Regions from separate parts of the Ovis aries genome. Here region 1 is linked to region 2. A link is a contact called in public Hi-C data. All regions are on one chromosome and are shown on one strand. The core of a region is the stretch at or near the end of the contact, and the rest is flanking DNA. Distances in the headings are between cores, read along the strand shown. Region 1 overlaps DLGAP1 (DLG associated protein 1). Region 2 overlaps DLGAP1 (DLG associated protein 1).

Region 1 (4,472 bases), core at 1,032-3,531, 34 kb after region 2:
AATGGTTCCGCTGGTAAAGAGTCCACCTGCAAGGCAGGAGACATAGGTTCCATTCCTGAGTGGGGAAGATCCTCTGGAGGAGGAAAGGGAAATCCACTCTAGTATTCTTGCCTGAAAAAGCCCTTGGACAGAGGAACCTGGCGGGGCTATAGTTCAAAGGGTCTCAAAGTGTTGGACAGGACTGAGTACTCCAAAAGATAGTCAATTAACAATGCTGTCAGTTTCAGGTGGACAGCAAACGGACTCAGCCATACATATACATGCATCATTCTCTCCCAAACTCCCCTCCTATCCAGGCTGCCACATAACATTGAGCAGAGTTCCCTATGCTGCATACCCACTATATATATTTTTTTAACGAGAGTTTAGTAGGGCTCCGATAAACTGCCAACATCCGTTGGATCATCAAAAAAGCTAGAGAATTCCAGAAAAACATCTACTTCTGTTTTACTGACTATGCCAAAGCCTTTGACTGTGTGGATCACAACAAACTGGAAAATTCTTAAAGAGATGGGTCAGACCACCTGACCTGTCTCCTGAGAAATCTGTATTCAGGTCAAGAAGCAACAGTTAGAACTGGACATGGAACAACAGACTGGTTCCAAATCTGGAAAGGAGTATGTCAAAGCTGTATACTGTTACCCTGCTTATTTAACTTATATGCAGAGTACATCATGAGAAATGCTGGGCTGGAAGAAGCACAGGCTGGAATCAAGATTGCCAGAGGAAATATCAATAACCTCAGATATGCAGATGACACTACACTTAGGGCAGAAAGTGAAGAGGAATTAAAAAGCCTCTTGATGAACGTGAAAGAGGAGAGTGAAAAAGTTGGCTTAAAGCTCAACATTCAGAAAACGAAGATCATGGCATCTGGTCCCATCACTTCATGGCAAATAGGTGGTGAAACAATGGAAACAGTGACAGACTTTATTTTGGGGGGCTCCAAAATCACTGCAGATGGTGATTGCAGCCATGAAATTAAAAGACACTTGCTCCTTGGAATAAATATGACCAACCTAGACAGCATATTAAAAAGCAGAGACATTACTTTGCCAACAAAGGTCTGTCTAGTCAAGGCTATGGTTTTTCCAGTAGTCATGTATGGATGTGAGAGTTGGACTATAAAGAAAGCTAAGCGCTGAAGAATTGATGCTTTTGAACTGTGTTGTTGGAGAAGATTCTTGAGTCCCTTGGATTGCAAGGAGATCCAACCAGTCAATCCAAAAGGAAATCAGCCCTGAATATTCATTGGAAGGACTGATGCTGAAGTTGAAACTTCAGTACTTTGGTCACCTGATGTGAAGAACTGACATCAGAAAAGACCCTGATGCTGGGAAAGGCTGAAAGCCAGAGAAGGGGACGACAGAGGATGAGATGGCTGGATGGCATCACCGACTCAATGGACATGAGTTTGAGTGCGTTCTGGGAGTTGGTGATGGACAGGGAGCCTGGCGTGCTGCAGTCCATGGCGTCTCAAAGAGTAGGACACGACTGAGCGACAGAACTGAAAACTGAATCAGATTTCCACGTACACATACTATTCATAATATAATTTAAAAGAAAACACTTCCTAAATGGCAGGGCTACTATGTAGACAGACATATTCCTCATCATCTGAGCGGGTCCACAAACTCTGGGACGTCGCCCATGTCCACGGTTCTGATTTGTATCCCCATCCCTGCGCGCACAATACTGTACTTGTCCCTTTTGAACATGTAACAGATTAAAGAGCTGGGCAGGAGGCAGATGCAGAAACACCTTTGATCTCTCATCCTTGGGGGTTAAGGGAGGGCAGACACCTGGCGGCTGCTGAGCCGGAAACAAAACACAGGCGGGACTGGAATTACCTTCAAGGGAGCCGCAGCTCCGCGGAGGAGGCAGCTGGACGCCCCGCGTGGGCGCGAGGGGAGGAGGGCCAGTGTTGGGCTGAGGACGCTAGAGCCCCAGCGAGGTGAAATCCGGCTAGCCGGGGGCTGCTTACATTCCTTAGGCAGAGGATTGGGAAGATCAGGCAGCTGCATTGAGCAAAAAATTGAAGTCATTCTTTTGCAAATAGTATTGCAAAACGTTCAGCTGTGCGCAATTGCTGAAAGGCAATTTTGATGGCAATTCAGGAAGCTTTCAAAGAAAGGATGTTTTTCAACTTTTTTTTTTTTTCTCTCCTTAGCGAAACTCTCTTTATTAGGGATTTCACCTTTGCAACAGGATGCTGTGAAGGGTCTTAGCCAAAACAGGATCTGGAGCATTTCCTGCGATCTTTGGTGAAATCGCATTGCCCCCTGGCGTTTGCGTGCTGTTCTACAGCTTCACGCTGAAAGCCCAGAGAATGCCAATCAAGTCGTTCAAGGAGGCTGCTTCCAGTCTTTCCCGTGGTCCGAAAACATAGAGTGGTTTGACAAGACAAGGAATGAAAATTTAAAATTCAGATTCTTAGGACTTCCCTGGTGGTCCAGTGGCTAAGACTCTGTGCTTCTACTGCAGGAGGCCGGGGTTTGGTCCCTGGTCAGGGAACTAAATCCCACATGCTGCAATTAAGACCAGCGCAGCCAAACAAATAGCTAAATTAAAAAAAATAAAATTCAGATTCTTTTCTTCTGTACCCTCTGCAGCATCTTCTGAGATTTGCAAGTGGCTCTTGAAAGAAATTTATCAGATGATAATCCGCCCCTTTTTTTTTTTTTTTTTGGTATATAAGTTTTCATGGGAGTGACTGTTTCACACCCATTTTTTTCAGAACAAACTCAAACATCTCCTGTGTTGTAAAACCTTTCCTGGAATCTGCTCCCTGTTTTGTACAAACCTGAACTTTCCCACCATTCTGCCGTCATGTTTCTTTCTCTGATAGAGGAATCGAGGATTGCACCTGATTTGTTTGTATCCACCGTGACCAGCAAGGTGCCTGGCAGCCAGTATATGTCAACAAAAAGTGTGTTGTTTGTTGGTTGCATGTAACAATGCTGCTCACAAAAGGATCAACTACACTTCCTAATCAACAGCAACTGAATATCACTATGCCCGCAGAGTTGGAGGAAGGAGAACGGTCCTTGCACAGGCACAGTGTCCAATTATGGAGGAGAATGGTTAGAATAACCTAAGATTAGACTATCTCTACCTCTAATAAATGGCTTCCCTGGTGGTTCAGAGGGTAAAGCGTCTGCCTCCAATGCAGGAGACCCGGGTTCGATTCCTGGGTCGGGAAGATCCCCTGGAGAAGGAAATGACAATCCACTCCAATATTCTTGCCTGGAGACTCCCATGGACGGAGAAGCCTAGTAGGTTACAATCCACGGGGTTGCAAAGAGTCGGACACGACTGAGCGACTTCACCTTCACCTCTAATAATCTACAAAAAATCATTCAAACTTCTGTTTCTTCCCCCGACGAACCTCTGCTCTAGAAAGATCATGAGCATATTCATTGTCACCAATTTAATAACAAGCTTCTTGGGGCAGACATTTCTAGGAGTAAGTGCAGTTTCTGAATGATGTTCTTGAAGATGCGGAGGCATGTTGACTGAGGCCATTGTCTGTCCCTGAACTGAGTGACAATGAACAGATCTGGGGTCTAGGGCAGGTTATGGGTATTGAGGGGCAGTCTATTTAAAGGAATAGGAACTGTGAATCAAGGGTGCCTCTACTTGAGTATGATGTGTACACAGATGTCCCCTTAGGGCAGAGAAATGGTCAGATCTGAAGATTCTATTATATTAGGATGGGTGGGGAGGATGATGCTATTAGCAAGACTGCTTTTTAGGTTATAATATTGTCATATTAATACTAATCCATAAAAGCTCCTTGAAGTCATTTATTATGCTTTTATTTAGTTAAAAAAATTTCAAGGAAGGAAGCCCTTGTAACAGAGGCACAATTCATGGTTGTTAAAAGCTTTTTTTTTTTTTTTTTTTAATTATTACATGCTAGTGACTTTACTTTTTATTGGTTTTGGCCTCACTCTGAAGCTTGCAAGATCCCCTGACCAGGGATAGAACCCAGCTCCCCCATCCAGTGGAAACGTGGAGTCCTTACCACTGGACTGCCAGGGAATTCCCAAGAGCTGGAATTTTGAATAGGTACAAATATTGACTGGGTCACTGACCAGCCACTTGACCTGGGAAAAGCCTCTAAACTTTTCTGTGTCTCAGTTTCCTCAATGATCGAAACGAGGCTGGTGCTGGTAAACATCTCTAGTGTTTACTGCTGAGGAGGACCATGTGAATTTCCCATTATGAGCAGCTAAGGGGAGATTAAAAAAAAAATTCTTACTGTTGAAGAAATCCATTCTATGAGACATCATTCATGCCCTACTCTTTGCGGCCCTGTGGACTCTAGCCCACCAGGCTCTTCCCTCCATGGTATTCTTGCAGACAAGAAGACAGGAGTGGGTAGTCTTTCGTTTCTCCAGAGGATCTTCCTGACCCAGGGATCAGGCCCAGATCTCCTGTACAGGTCTCTTCTTACCCATTTGAGCCAC
Region 2 (4,364 bases), core at 871-3,370:
CGGTGGTGGGCTTGCCCTGGTGGGCGGGCAAGGTTTCTATATCTTAAAGGAAAAGAGGAATCGAAGATCAAATTCAATAATACGTCTAACAATCTCTCTCTTTCCTTCACCGTGTGGAGTTCTGGATGTTTGTTGGTTTGTCACTGTGTGTTTTCACATGCTGTCCTTAGAAACATCTTTTTTTTAAAAATAATGGTAATAGATGCTAAGTCGCTTCAGTCATGTCCCATTCTTTATGACCCCATGGACTGTACCCGCGGGGCTTCTCTGTCCACGAGATTCTCCAGGCGAGAATACTGGAGTGGGTTGCCATTCCCTTCTCCAGGGGATCTTCCCGACCCAGGAATCGAACCCTCGTCTCCTGCATTGGCAGGAGGGTTCTTTACCATTAGCGCCACCTGGGAAGGGGGACTAATAGCGGCTTTTAACTGGCATCTTTCTACAGTGCGGAATGTTATCTTCATATTTTCACTTTCATGCATTGGAGGAAATGGCAACCCACTCCAGTGTTTTGGCCTGGAGAATCCCAGGGACGGGGGAGCCTGGCGGGCTGCTGTCTGTGGGGTCCCACAGAGTTGGACACGACTGAAGCGACTTAGCAGCAGCAGCAGTAGTCTGATGTGTCCTTGGAGATAAACACTTCGTATCTGCAAGACTGTGTGTCTTCTGTATGTGTTTTGAGTCATCCCTTCCATCATTCTCTTCCCCATTCTCACCCCCTACCCTCAGCTGTGATCTGACTTCAGGGGAAAAGAGATAGAAGTAACATTCTTCTCGGCCCACCCTAATGTGTCCTGACAGGACAGTGGTTCTGCGCTAAGTCCAGGCTGGGTGCAGCGCTCACCTGATACAACTCAGGAGTCGCCACAACTGAACGACTAAGCACAGCACAGCACAGCTCAGGACACTTGTCTAAAAGTTTATCTGCAAGAGCATTCCTCGTTCACTAAAGCTCTACCCAGGACACAGTCGGAAAATCGTCTTCAAAACAGAAGCTTTTATCCCACATTTCCAACCCAAGAGATAACCCAGAGAATCCATGTAAAACAAGCTTGATTTAAGAGTAAACCAATGTGTGTCAGTGAACTGAAAACAGAAGTACATAAAGCACTAATTTTTAAAAAAATCTAAAACAAGGGTACAGGCACATGTATAGCAGTCCCTTCAACTCTTCACCTGAAACTATCCCAGCAGTGTTAATCGGCCATCCTTCAATACGAGTAAAAAGGGTTTTTTTTTTTTAATCTTAAAAAAGTAAATAAAAGAAGCCCTGAACTGTCTCCTGGTGTAACCTTGGCTAGTAAAAGTGATTCATTTTGATTCTTTTGGATTTCTACTATCATAGGGGAAGGGTTTTATTAATCAACTCTTTGAAAAAAGCAACTATGCCCACTGCAAAGCTACCAAATGAGAATTCTAAACTATTCTGTGGGTTGTTCGTTTGGGGCCGTGGTTAGAATGTCAAGCTCCTGTTATGGGATTGGCTGGCAGTTGCAATTTACACCATTCATCCGTAAGTGGCTGAAGTGCAGGAATGCGGAAACTGGAGGAAACCACCAGCGCTGGTCTTTGGATCAAAATTAACTACCAATAATGAGTTAGGAAATTGATCCCAGTGAAGGGAAAGCATCTTAATGGCCACCGCTCAAAGGTTCAGCCCCTTTCAGTTGCTGATAACCTTGTCACGTCTCCAGATAAAAGGCAGCCTTGTCACCCCCAGGCACCTGGCTGTGAGGTAATAAAACGGTTACCTTATCTTCTAAGGGTGGGGTTAGTCCAACCTCAGCCCAAAGTAATTACAGTAAACTGAAATTGCCTGTCATTTACAAAAAAGGGGGAGGGAAAGGCCTAAATCGGAGGAGATGGTTGTCTCACCCTCCCTGGATTTTAAAAAAAGGAAGGAACAAAACAGCCAAAAGTCTTCCAGGGAGTTGAGAAAAACAGCCCGGTGTGGCTGCCGGCTCCTGGGGGGTCAGGATGGCTGCCGGCTCAGGTCCCCGTGACGACCTGAAAAAGAGGCTCAAGCTGATGAAAATCCGAGCAATCTTCTTAGGAGCCGTCCTTTCTAAATGTAAATGCCTGAGAGACAGAGCCCTGCCAGGGACGGGAGGAAGTCTCAGCCACACCGAGTGACTCATCCAGCACTGTTAGCTCCGGCAGTCGGATAAAAAGTTCCAGGGAAAGCAGCAACAAATCTACTTTAAATACTAGCACAGAAAGGAAATTCCTCTCTTTCAGGCCGAATGCTGTCCACACAAAAGAGCTCCTGTCGACATCTCATTTACAGTGCCCCCCAGGACACCGACAGGACCATTTCAATAAACCCGGCTCAGAAACACCTATTGTTCAAAATCTTCAACTAGCCACAGGCTACCACCCCTCCCTATTGTTTTGTAAAAGAAAAGATTTAGAAGGAGCCAGATTGGGACTCTGGAAAGCTCTGAAAAGGGGAAGGAAAAAAAGCCCCTTTGACCTGATGCTGTCGGAGAGCGTGCGTGAAGAATAAAGTTAATGGATTTTCAGTTTTTACAAGAAGTGCATAAGCAACGCCTGCTCCCTTCCTGAATTAGCGATCGGGGGTTCTAAAAGTGGTGCCAACTTTGTAAAGCAGTTAGCTCCTGCCAACGGTCTGCTACATGAAAAGTCAGAGGCTATACTTACCCTGTTCTCAGTCTTAGAAAAGCTGGTGTCAGCCACAGCAAAGAACCAGGTGAGACTTTGATCTGGGATATTTCCTGGGGATGTGAGCTTGCCTGTTCTTTCTAAGTAGGATTTTGAGGCTCACTGCAGAGCCCCCCCCCCACCCCCGCCCCGAGGAATGATTTATTCCTTTTCAGTGCCACCATTTTGCTCCCTCTTTTAGTAAAACGTGACCATTTTCTGGAGTTACATAATTTAATCTTTAGATGGTTTTTCTTCAGATAGAACGCAAATGATTTTCTTTAGGTAGACCTCAAATGAAGGGCTACACTTGTATTGACCAAACAAAATGGGCTTTTTTTTTTTTTTTTTCAAACACCTAGTATCTTTACCCTCCAGGTAGATTCTTCAAGTTAACATACCCCCTCTTAGCCAGACACATTTTCATACCAAGTTCAAGCCACAACCTCTTAATTCCTTTGGGTCCTAACCCTCTTCTCTCTTAAATCCTTCTGGAATCTTCCCACCTCCTACAATCCTCCTTTCTGCTTTCCTGGATCCTGTTATCTCCTCTCTGGAGGATGACAGCCAAAATTCCTGCCTCGAGGTGCCTCAGACTACCAGGTGTGACTTATTAATGGGTCATGAGTCAATTGAGGTGGGTCCTGCAGTTTCACCATTAAAAAAAGAAAAGAAAAAACGGAGTGGATTAGAAAACTTAAGAGTGTATCAAACAAAGGCAGTTTTGTGGCGCTTGTTTTGATGTGTGTCCCCAGGTCTGGGTACCTCCTGGGTTAGCATGTAAAATGTATCTTGTTTGTCCAAAGAGCTTGAGAAATATTTTTTTCTAAACAGTCTCACTGAGTCTGTCTGGTCCTCGCCTCCAAACTACTGTACACACTCCGAGCAGCTGCGGGAGATTCTGAATGTATCCAGCTGACAGTTCTGCCCTCGGGATAAAGACCAGCGTCCAGGGCTTTGGAGATTCCGAATTACTTAGTTTCTCATCTTTAAGGTCTCAGAACTCCACATCCTCTTGACAGCTTTTACCTTTGGATGTTCGAGCCATCGAGCTCCCTGGCCTCTGCAGATGGAATTTCCCTGCAGGAACTTGCTGCTCTCTTTCCCCTTCATGTACCAGCTGGGGTGTCACCTCTTCCAGGAAGGCTTCCCGAAGCCCTCCTAAATGCCTTCTCTTAGTTCTCATAAGAACACTTCAGTTTTTATCTGACAGAGCCCTTGCTGCGTCATGATTATCTTCAGTTCTTTACTGGACTTCAGGTTCCCAGGGGTGTCCCGTAAATATTTGGAGGGGTAAATATTGTGCATGGAGTGTGTCACATCTTAGCTCACATTTTTTTCCTACAAACTCATTTGGATAGTTATTATAAAGTATACTAGCTATCTCTCAAGGCCTTAGTTTTCATTCTTTGACTGAAGTCTCTTGTTCATTTTCTCTTGAAACACAACCCAATTAATTTCTAAATTCACTGGACTCCTTTTAAAAATCAAAATGTTAATAAAACACGGGGGGGAGCTACTGGACTTTTGGCTGGTCACTCACCCTCTCTGAGTCCCAGCTTGTAAGGAGGAGCAGAGCTCCATGATCTCTAAGATCTTTTCCAAGCTGCCACTCTGAACCTCTGCCTTGAACTTTCTGAGGACCAGAGAGGTTAAGTAACTTTCCCAAAGTCATACGGCTCTCTGGTGGAAGGACACTGTTT

What was found. A called contact is a pair of places that touch in the nucleus more often than the background predicts.
Region 1: a contact with region 2 is called in a Hi-C map of liver, with 2.5 times the contacts expected there. The contact joins two enhancer-like sites. A contact is called at or near these places in 10 of 16 Hi-C or Micro-C datasets (blood, hypothalamus, liver and 4 more).

The regions. Positions count from the first base shown.
Region 1 is chr23:38,160,375-38,164,846 of ARS-UI_Ramb_v3.0, forward strand. The region is part of intron 7 of DLGAP1 (DLG associated protein 1); the gene reads right to left. Among named protein-coding and RNA genes, the nearest start is that of TGIF1, 150 kb to the left of the region's middle. Within about 2 kb of position 2,282, at least 12 of the 54 cell types and tissues checked have an H3K27ac peak or open chromatin away from gene starts, as enhancers often do.
Region 2 is chr23:38,126,826-38,131,189 of ARS-UI_Ramb_v3.0, forward strand. The region is part of intron 7 of DLGAP1 (DLG associated protein 1); the gene reads right to left. All of the region lies in intron 1 of LOC105604469 (a long non-coding RNA gene), which reads left to right. Among named protein-coding and RNA genes, the nearest start is that of TGIF1, 120 kb to the left of the region's middle. Within about 2 kb of position 2,121, at least 26 of the 54 cell types and tissues checked have an H3K27ac peak or open chromatin away from gene starts, as enhancers often do.